Regions from separate parts of the Mus musculus genome. Here region 1 is linked to region 2. Evidence: chromatin contacts called from public HiChIP or PLAC-seq data. All regions are on one chromosome and are shown on one strand. Each heading gives the region's core, a stretch centred on a gene start, on an enhancer-like site or on the middle of the called end of the contact. The rest is flanking DNA. Distances are from core to core; before and after follow the strand shown.

The links. HiChIP or PLAC-seq counts read pairs in DNA pulled down with a chosen protein or histone mark.
Region 1: a contact with region 2 is called in an H3K4me3 HiChIP or PLAC-seq map of embryonic basal ganglia, with 2.9 times the contacts expected there. The contact joins two enhancer-like sites. A contact is called at or near these places in 2 of 15 datasets of contacts at CTCF or cohesin (large pre-B cells and stem cell-derived epiblast-like cells), 1 of 484 Hi-C or Micro-C datasets (bone marrow-derived macrophages) and 1 of 115 datasets of contacts at active chromatin or transcription factors (embryonic basal ganglia).

What each region holds. Positions count from the first base shown.
Region 1 is chr9:61,859,801-61,863,656 of GRCm38.p6, forward strand. It overlaps Gm34974 (a long non-coding RNA gene), which reads right to left. Exons shown (of 6, transcript XR_001779199.2): 6 at 377-1,230. Among named protein-coding and RNA genes, the nearest start is that of Gm34974, 37 kb to the right of the region's middle. Within about 2 kb of position 2,436, at least 19 of the 459 cell types and tissues checked have an H3K27ac peak or open chromatin away from gene starts, as enhancers often do. A contact at or near this core is called in embryonic basal ganglia, where this site is marked.
Region 2 is chr9:61,570,881-61,575,238 of GRCm38.p6, forward strand. No RefSeq gene overlaps it. Among named protein-coding and RNA genes, the nearest start is that of Gm39350, 22 kb to the right of the region's middle. Within about 2 kb of position 2,896, at least 65 of the 459 cell types and tissues checked have an H3K27ac peak or open chromatin away from gene starts, as enhancers often do. A contact at or near this core is called in embryonic basal ganglia, where this site is marked.

The sequences.
Region 1 (3,856 bases), core at 1,186-3,685, 290 kb after region 2:
CTTGGTTTTATTTTGTATCCAGATCTCTCTCTCTCTCTCTCTCTCTCTCTCTCTCTCTGTCTGTCTCTCGTTCTCTCTCTCTTGTTCTGTGTGTGTGTGTGTGTGTCTCCTGTCTCTCTGTTTGTTTCTGTGTCTCTCCTGTCTCTGTCTGCCTCTGTGCCTCTCTCCCTGTGTCTCTCTCTCGTTCTCCCTCTCTCTGTCTGTCTCTGTCTCTGTCTCTCTCCAGATCCAGATCTGTATGGCACAGACTGATACCCATCCCTTTCCTCTCCAGATCTTCTGCAATAGACCATCTCCCCAGGAAAACCCACCAGCATTCAGCCATCTAATAGCAGATCTACAAAGCCCTCTGGTTGAAATTGCTACCACCTCCTTCACAGATCAAGCCCTCTTGAGTTTCAAGCAGGAATATGAAGGACACTTGCTCTTATGTCAACTATGACACTTCAAGTTGCACATAGCAGCACACAAACAGCTCAAACTCACTGAAATAAAAAAAAAATGTTGTATGCCTGAGCAAGCCTGGTTTCTAACTCCAGCTCCTGCCCACTTTGGGTGGGAACCGCCCAGCAAACCTCTTAGACACAGTGTCCTCTAGTGGTCACTTCTGGTCTTACACCCTCTGCAATAGCTAGCTTGGTAGGATCAGGAAATCAACTAAGGTCTTTGAGCAGATAAGTCTATGAGAGCATTTCTGAGAAGGATTGACAGAGGAGAGAAAAGACACTCCTAGAGTGGGTGGCGCCCAGATATGAGGCTGATGTTGAGGGGAGAGCAATGATGCTCATTTGCCTGCCTTGCTTCCTGTTGATGAGCACATCTACCTCGACATCCTCCCTGAAGCCACCTATTGCTGATGTCAGAACCCAGCTTATTGGGTCTTCTGATATGGTCTGAAGACCAGTGGCTCTCCAGGAATCCCCCAGGCAGTCCAGGCCAGATGAGTGCTGGGACATGCAGCCTCGTAGATTGAGCAGCCAATAGGCAGACAGTTTTGTCTTTTGTAGTATCCGTTCCATCATCCGTTCAGTTCCTCCTCAGCTTCCCATCCTTCAGAGAGGGAGCGATCTCATTCCAAGACGTGACTTACTCTCTTTGGGTCATATGACCATCCAGAATCAACCACCTTGGCCAGGGGAATCTCTGATTAGCTGGGTCTGAATTCTACCTCACAGCTCTGCACAAGGGATGAAGTCACAATGCCTGAGAGTGGGTCCAAATGAAGCTCTCCTGACAAGAGAAATCAGAGAACGGTGAACACAAGAACCAAGTGATACCCAATGGCTCCATCGGTGACAAACACAACCATGTCATGGGACACAGTCAAATGACATTCCTAACCTAAAAAAGGGCTCAGTGCATCTGCCAACCGCTGATATCAGCTCAGCAATGGTAATCTTGGTGGGTTAGGACATATTGTTTATCTTTAAAAACTAGAAATTCTAAACATCAGAAGCTCTGGTAAGTGGGAGCCCTGACAGTCCTCAAGAATTCTTATCAAAGGCGGATCCTGCAGTCTGTGCACACACAGTTTTGTTTTGCTTTCAAGACAAGGTCTCACTGTGCAACTCTGGCTGGCCTAAAACTCATTATAGACCAGACTCATCCCAAACTCACAGAGATCTGCCTGTCTCTGCCTCCTATGTGCTGGAGTCAAAGGTGTAAGCCACTATGCCCACCTACCTCACAACTCCCGAATGAATAAGTACAATGTTTGGTGTCAGAGCAACTGTCTCAAATTAAAGACACTGTGTAAGCCAATCAGAATCTTTGTGAGAGGAAGAAATAGTTCCAGTCCACCAAAAGTCCTACTGATGTGTGTGTGTGTGTGTGTGTGTGTGTGTGTGTGAGAGAGAGAGAGAGAGAGAGAGGCCACATAGAGGCCAGAGGTCAACATCTGTGTCTTCTATTATTCTCCACCTTAGTTTTTTTGAGACAGGGTCTCTCATCAAACCTGGAGCTCCCCATTTGGGCTACACTGGCTGGCCACTGATTTTCCTGTCTCTCCCCAGCCCTGAGACTACAGAGATGCCACCACACCTGCCTTCTATGTGGATACTGAAGATTGGAGCTTAGGTCTCACGCTTGTGCACTAAGCACTTTGCCTACCGCCTTCCCCACCCTGTCTCATTCTTGAAGTCCTTGGTATGTCCAGGTCTTCCTGTGTCATCCAAGACGGGCGTTCCAGAGGCTGAACCCATATACACATCTTGTGAGTGTTCCAAAGATGCCTGGGAGGGTGAACACTTCCAAGTTGGTTATCCCGCCAGCTGACCCACTGGCTGGCTGGCTGGCAGTCTGGCTGGCAGTGCAGCCTGGATCCCAGCAGTTGGCGGAGTTCCCATCTGTCTGCACATCCCACATCCCCAGCCCCACTGCCAACCAAGACTTACGCCCCACCATTAGAGACTTCGTTTGTGCCATTAACGGAGCGTGGGCAACAGCTGCTGGAGCAGGTGCAAAGACAAACAGAGCCCAGCTCTGGAGAGAAATCCTTTGCTCATTGGAGCCAGCTGTAGAGACAGTGTATCAAAGTGGGGGGGGGGGGACTTTCTGCAAGCCACAGAACAGGGTAAGTAAGTGTGATCTGGGCCACTGTCATCTTGGAGTCAATCAGTCTGATGGGCCAGCTGGCTGTCCACACAATCACCCCAGAGCGGAATACCCTTCTCAGAGCCCAGGGTGTTCCCACCTGCTCTTCTCTCTCTACAAAGAAGCTCTCACTCTGCCCCCCCAAACCCCAGAATTTCATCCGGAAGCTTTCAGAGCACGGACTTTCAGGCCCACCCCAGACCTCTGTAATCCAACTTTGCAGCTGAAGTTTTTCCTAATGCACACAAAGGGCTAAGAAGCAGGAGGCTACTAGCTGCCTGGTGCTATTGCAACCACCGAGGTTGCACGGGGGATCACAGACACTCCTTAGGAGAGGAAAGTTCCAGTTTATCAGAAGTCCTGAAGTACTCCCACGTGACCCCGATACACACATACCAGCTCAGACTCAAGTTCTTGGGGAGCCCAATAAAGTCAAAGGAGGGACCTGTGAGATGGTTCAGTGGATAAAGATGATTGATGTTAAAGATAGGACTCACATAATAGAAGGAGAGAACCAACTCCCCCAAACTGTCCTCGGACCTCCTCGTAGAAACTGTGTTTTACTCTTGACAGTCCCCCCATAAATGAGTAAATAAATAAGTAAGTAAATGTGAAATCGAGCAGTGTTAAGGACGTAAGCATGGCGGCATACATCTGTGACTCTAACTCTTCAGAGGTAGAGGCAGGAAGATCCCGAATTCATAGGAAGAGCCTGTCTCAGGGAAAAAAGCAACCCACTAGCGAGTGATTAGTGAACAGGAGGCAGGTATGGGGAGGAAAGGCCTGGGGAGGAAGGAGATGCTGGGCAGAGGGAAGGAGAGAAGATAGCCAATGGTTCTGGCTTATCCAAGGCTAAGGGAATTTCTGGGAGGTGGGACTTACAGTTTGAAAACCAAGACAGTGCCAGGCAAACCAGGGCAGTGGTCACTCTAAAAGGGTGTGGGTAGATGGATGTAGTGGCTATTCCTGGTTGTCAACTTGACTATATCTGGAATGAACTACAATCCAGAATTGGAAGGCTCATCTGTGATCCTCATCTTGAGGCTGGGAGATACAAGTTTCTGACCTGGATCTTGGCATGGAGATCTTGAGGCATAGTGGCTATGAATCCCAGGAGACTAAGGCAAGGAGATCCCAGAGTTCAAGGTCATCTAGGACAAAGCAAGTCCCAGATCCAGGCGTGGTCATACACACCTTTAATCCGGGTCACACCTTCTGCTGGAGACCTACATAAAAAGACTCTCTCTTCTTTGCCTGTTTGCCT
Region 2 (4,358 bases), core at 1,646-4,145:
AAGGGAAGAGTGCCTCTGGCTGTTAATGGCTTTTTAATACCTGTTTGGAGTTTTCTTTTAACCCAAATAGTTGAGACTGGACTATTATATTTATTTAACAAGCTTTAAGGGCACAACAATTGAGCAGTATTACTCTATCTATTTTAATCCTCTTTGCTTATCTGGCTACCTCCCAGCCAAAACCCCTGAGATACTTGTATTTTATGGCCTTTTTTTTTTCATGGTGTCTCCTGAACTCTCTCCTTGGGGCCAGGTATCCTTACTTCCTCTCCCTCCTGCCCCTTCCCCTGTCTGGGAGGAAGTCCAATCCTATTCTCTCTCCTGCTCAGTCATTGCCTGATCAGCTTCTTTATTGACCAATCAGGGAATATTTGGAGAGCAATGTTTTGCAACTAGATATGGGGACACAGAGTTTGGGATTTGAATAATACAAGGATAATCTTTACACAGAGCATATTATGTCTACATCTGGCCATGTGCTAGAATTAATTCCTATTGACAGGTCATGTGTCCATTACTGTGGCCAAGATAACAGGCATGGCTGGCATCCTCGTGGCTGTCCCATGGATACCATGCCAAGTTGGGTGCCTTTACCAGGAGTGCTGGAGGTTGCTGGGTATCCAGAATCCACTAGAATCTTCATCCTGTTCCTGTAGAGACCTTAGGTAAGAAAGCTCGTCCCTGTCAGACTCTCTTGACCTCCCTCACCTCTACTCAAAGCTGCTATGCTGCATTTCCTGTCACAACAAGTCACCAAAATCTTAGGACCCAGTTAGTGTGGAGCCCATGGCCTCTACCACACCTAAGGCTCTACCACATCAGTGCCTTCTTATAGAAAAGGAGGGTCCTCATCGGGGGAGCAGGGCCTGCAGTGTCCTCTCACCCCATCCTGTGAACAAAGCCTGGCTGACATTCTCAAAAGAGAAAGCTAATAGGGTTAGCTGTGAACCAGGCTGGGCTAACTGAGCTTTGGCAAGCCTTCTTGTGGAGCAGCTCCTACAGCCTTAGCTCTTAAGGAGACTGATACCCGTTGTCTACACCAATGTCTCACCCATCTACCCGCCAATGTGTTGGACCCCAGACTCCAAAGATTCTGTAGCCTGGAGCTGCCTGACCAGGGTCCCAACCTAATTCCAAGCACAGCTTCCTTCCTCAAGCTCCAGGAAGCCTTTCCAGCTTCATTCCCTCACTGTCCTCTGATGGCCTCTGCGAACCCCATGACAGGTTACATCAGTTTTTTGGGACCCTGGCACCTGTGGTATTTGCTTACTCTATCCCAATGTCAGCCTTTTGGAAGGAGCTGCCACATGGCTTGGGACATCTGGCTGTCAAAGCATGTTTGGTGGTGAGCACCATGGAGTCTGTAAGTTGTCAGTCAGCTTCTGTGACAAAGACTTGGGTCCTCTTATCTTCCTGGTCCAGTGAATGAGTCACGGGAACTGTGACTGCCTAGGCCTCTTGATGAGACAGCACAGGGGCTTACGCAGAAGTTGTTCATCCAGAGCTATGACAGGAGAATGGAGCAGGTTGAGAGAAAGCCAGCCTAGGTGCAGATCCTCAGGTCTCAAGGGGTTAAATGAATTTCTTGACTTTGGATTTAACAGGGGTCTAGGGGTACAACTGTTTTACCTTGAGTATCATATGGGATAATGACATGTGATATACAGACATACCTAGAGACAACTGCCACCTGGGACAATAAGCAGATGGCAAATACCAAACTCCTACATAATCAGAAGGGACCATCTAGTCCATCCCTTAAGAGAAACAAGGCCAGAATCTCATAACTTTTTGGCAGAGTTGAGGCTGTGGGACCCAGCAGAAATGAAAATCTTGGAGGTAGAGAGTCAGGAGGCTTGGAAGTGACCCTCAATGGCTTGTCAACTGTGTGAGCTTGGGTTAGTCCCATATCCCCAGGTCTACACAGCCTTGCCTGAGAAACAGCAGTTCAGGTCTTGTCCTGTTGAATCATTGCCTGACATGAGCACTGGCCAAGAGTTCCCAGCCTAGGGCGTATAAAGGACCCCGGTTCACTTTGATTTAAGTGGCCTGTGCCTTCCCCAAGTCCCAAGCAACCATCTTCAGAGGTTTCCCTCAACTCCACTGACCTCTGTTTGACCACTCTGCACTCCAGAGGAAGAAGACATACAACTCCTAGCTGTGACTGCCTTAGCCTGGCATTGCGAGTTCTGTGGAGACAGACCCAGGAGAGGGCAAATTGTCTCACCTGGTGACTGTCTGGGAACAGGCATGGAGCCAAGCTCAGTCCTGTCCCCATACTTTCTCCATGAACTTAGTCCTCTGTGCAGTTTGTGAGAACTACCCTGTCTATTCCACAGGGAAAAGAGACAGAGATACCAAAGGCCAAGGTCATGGAATCAGAGTTTGAATTCTTGGGTGGCCTAGGCCTGGATCTCCATCTTTCTACCAGCAGAGATGGTGCAGGAGTTGGGGGCTGGGGCCTCTGCCTTTGGAGCCCTGTTTATATCAAGAGGCTTTTGAGCATCTGCCAGCCAGAGCTTCTCGTACTGACAACTGGGGGTGGAAATGACAGGTGGGATCACCTGGTAGCCTCGGGAGAGGGCAAGAAAGGCACTGGGGACAGGAGAGGACATCCGCGGAACACCCTGGCATCCCTTTCCCATACTCTTGTCCTCACGGTTGTGTGCATTTTTTCCTATGCATCCAACGCCCCGTGGGTAAACCTGTCCTCAGCTTCTTCATCTAGACCCTTTTGAGCATCAGGGCTCAGGAGGAGCACGGGCCATCACTCCCCTGCCTTATAAGGAACAATGATGCCCTCTTATCCCATTTGCCACCCTCCCAGGGCTGCCAAGATGAGGAATAGGCGTTGATTGAAGCCACAGCAAACCGGGCCAGAGCTGCCCACGGTGCAGAGAAACAGGCGCTGCTCTGAAAGCACATTCTGTTCTCTCGTCTCCTCTCTAATGAAAACCCTCCTGTAATCTGCTGGTGCCGGGCACTGGAGCATGAATTATTCAGAGAAGTCTCTGTGCTACGTTATCTCCCCTCCCCCGGGACGCCCCTACCATTGTCCGCCCTGATGGGTCATTACGCACTCTGTGAATTTAATCTTTTAGGCTATCCACCGCACAGGGGGAAAAATGTATGAATAACAATTTTCCTGTAATAACCTTCAACTAACCTTTCAACCAGACTGAGTCATTCCCGTCCTATTTTCGCATCAAGAGGAGTCAAAGGCAGGCAATTACCTCTTATCTGTTTCCAAGGCTGCCCCCGCCCCTGCTGCACCCTTAATTTTTAAAGGGGTGTTGAAGAATGTGGTAGGAGCCAGGAAATGAAGGAGGCGGGAGGGAGGGCTGCGAAGGATTGCACGGTAAGAGGCAGGCGTGGAGATGCCAAGGCCAAGTCTGAAGGAGGAGTCTTGAATCTCAGCCTTCCATTAAGGACTTGGGATGTGACCTACCCGTGTCCCATAACACTATCAGAGTTTCCTCTCACAGGCTAGGAAGGCTGGTTTTCATTTCTTACTAAGACGGGTGTCTCCCGGGCCCAGAGACTTCCACAGATCTCTTCCAGGTATGGCAAGGTATGGCAGATTCAGAATTCTGACTCCTAGCAAGAGATTTTGGTCATCATGCTGCTGACATGGGAGAGTGGGGGGGGGGGGGGGAGGCAGGTCTTCGTTCATCCACCAGAGATGCCTCATTTACCTTAAGCTCTCTGCAAGGCAAACACATGGAAGAACCTTTGGTAAGTCTCTATTCTGAGCCTGGGAAGAGCAGGTTGTCAGTAGAACAGGATAGGAAAAGAGTCGGTTCCAGTCAGTACCGCCTGGGTCAGACATCTTCGTGAAGCTTCCCCTAACCATTTCTCCTGCTGTAGTTCCCTTTTTGTTACTATGACTTGGATCAAAAGAAACTCAGAGGAGGGGAAGGTTTCTTTCAGCTTACAGGTTGCATTCCATCATGGAGGAAACTCAAGGTAGGAACCTGAGGGCAGGACTTGAGAACTTAGAGCTGAAGGAGTATAGCAGAAACCATGGAGAAGTGTTGCCTTCTCATTCATAGCTAGCCTTCTTAGACAGCCCAGGACCACCTGCCTAGGGAATGGCACCGCCCACAGTGTTGAAATACACACACACACACACACACACACACACACACACACACACACACACACCACACCACACCACACCCATGCATATAAATACCTAACAGCCAAGACAATGCATACACACAGGCCACTTTGATGAGGCTACCTCTAACCTGTTACTCCATTCTCAGGTTATTCTCAGCTAAATTGAATGAACAGTTAACGCTAGCTAGGACACGCCCCTAAGTTGAGTTCGACCTGGTTCTGAGTTCACCTGTCTG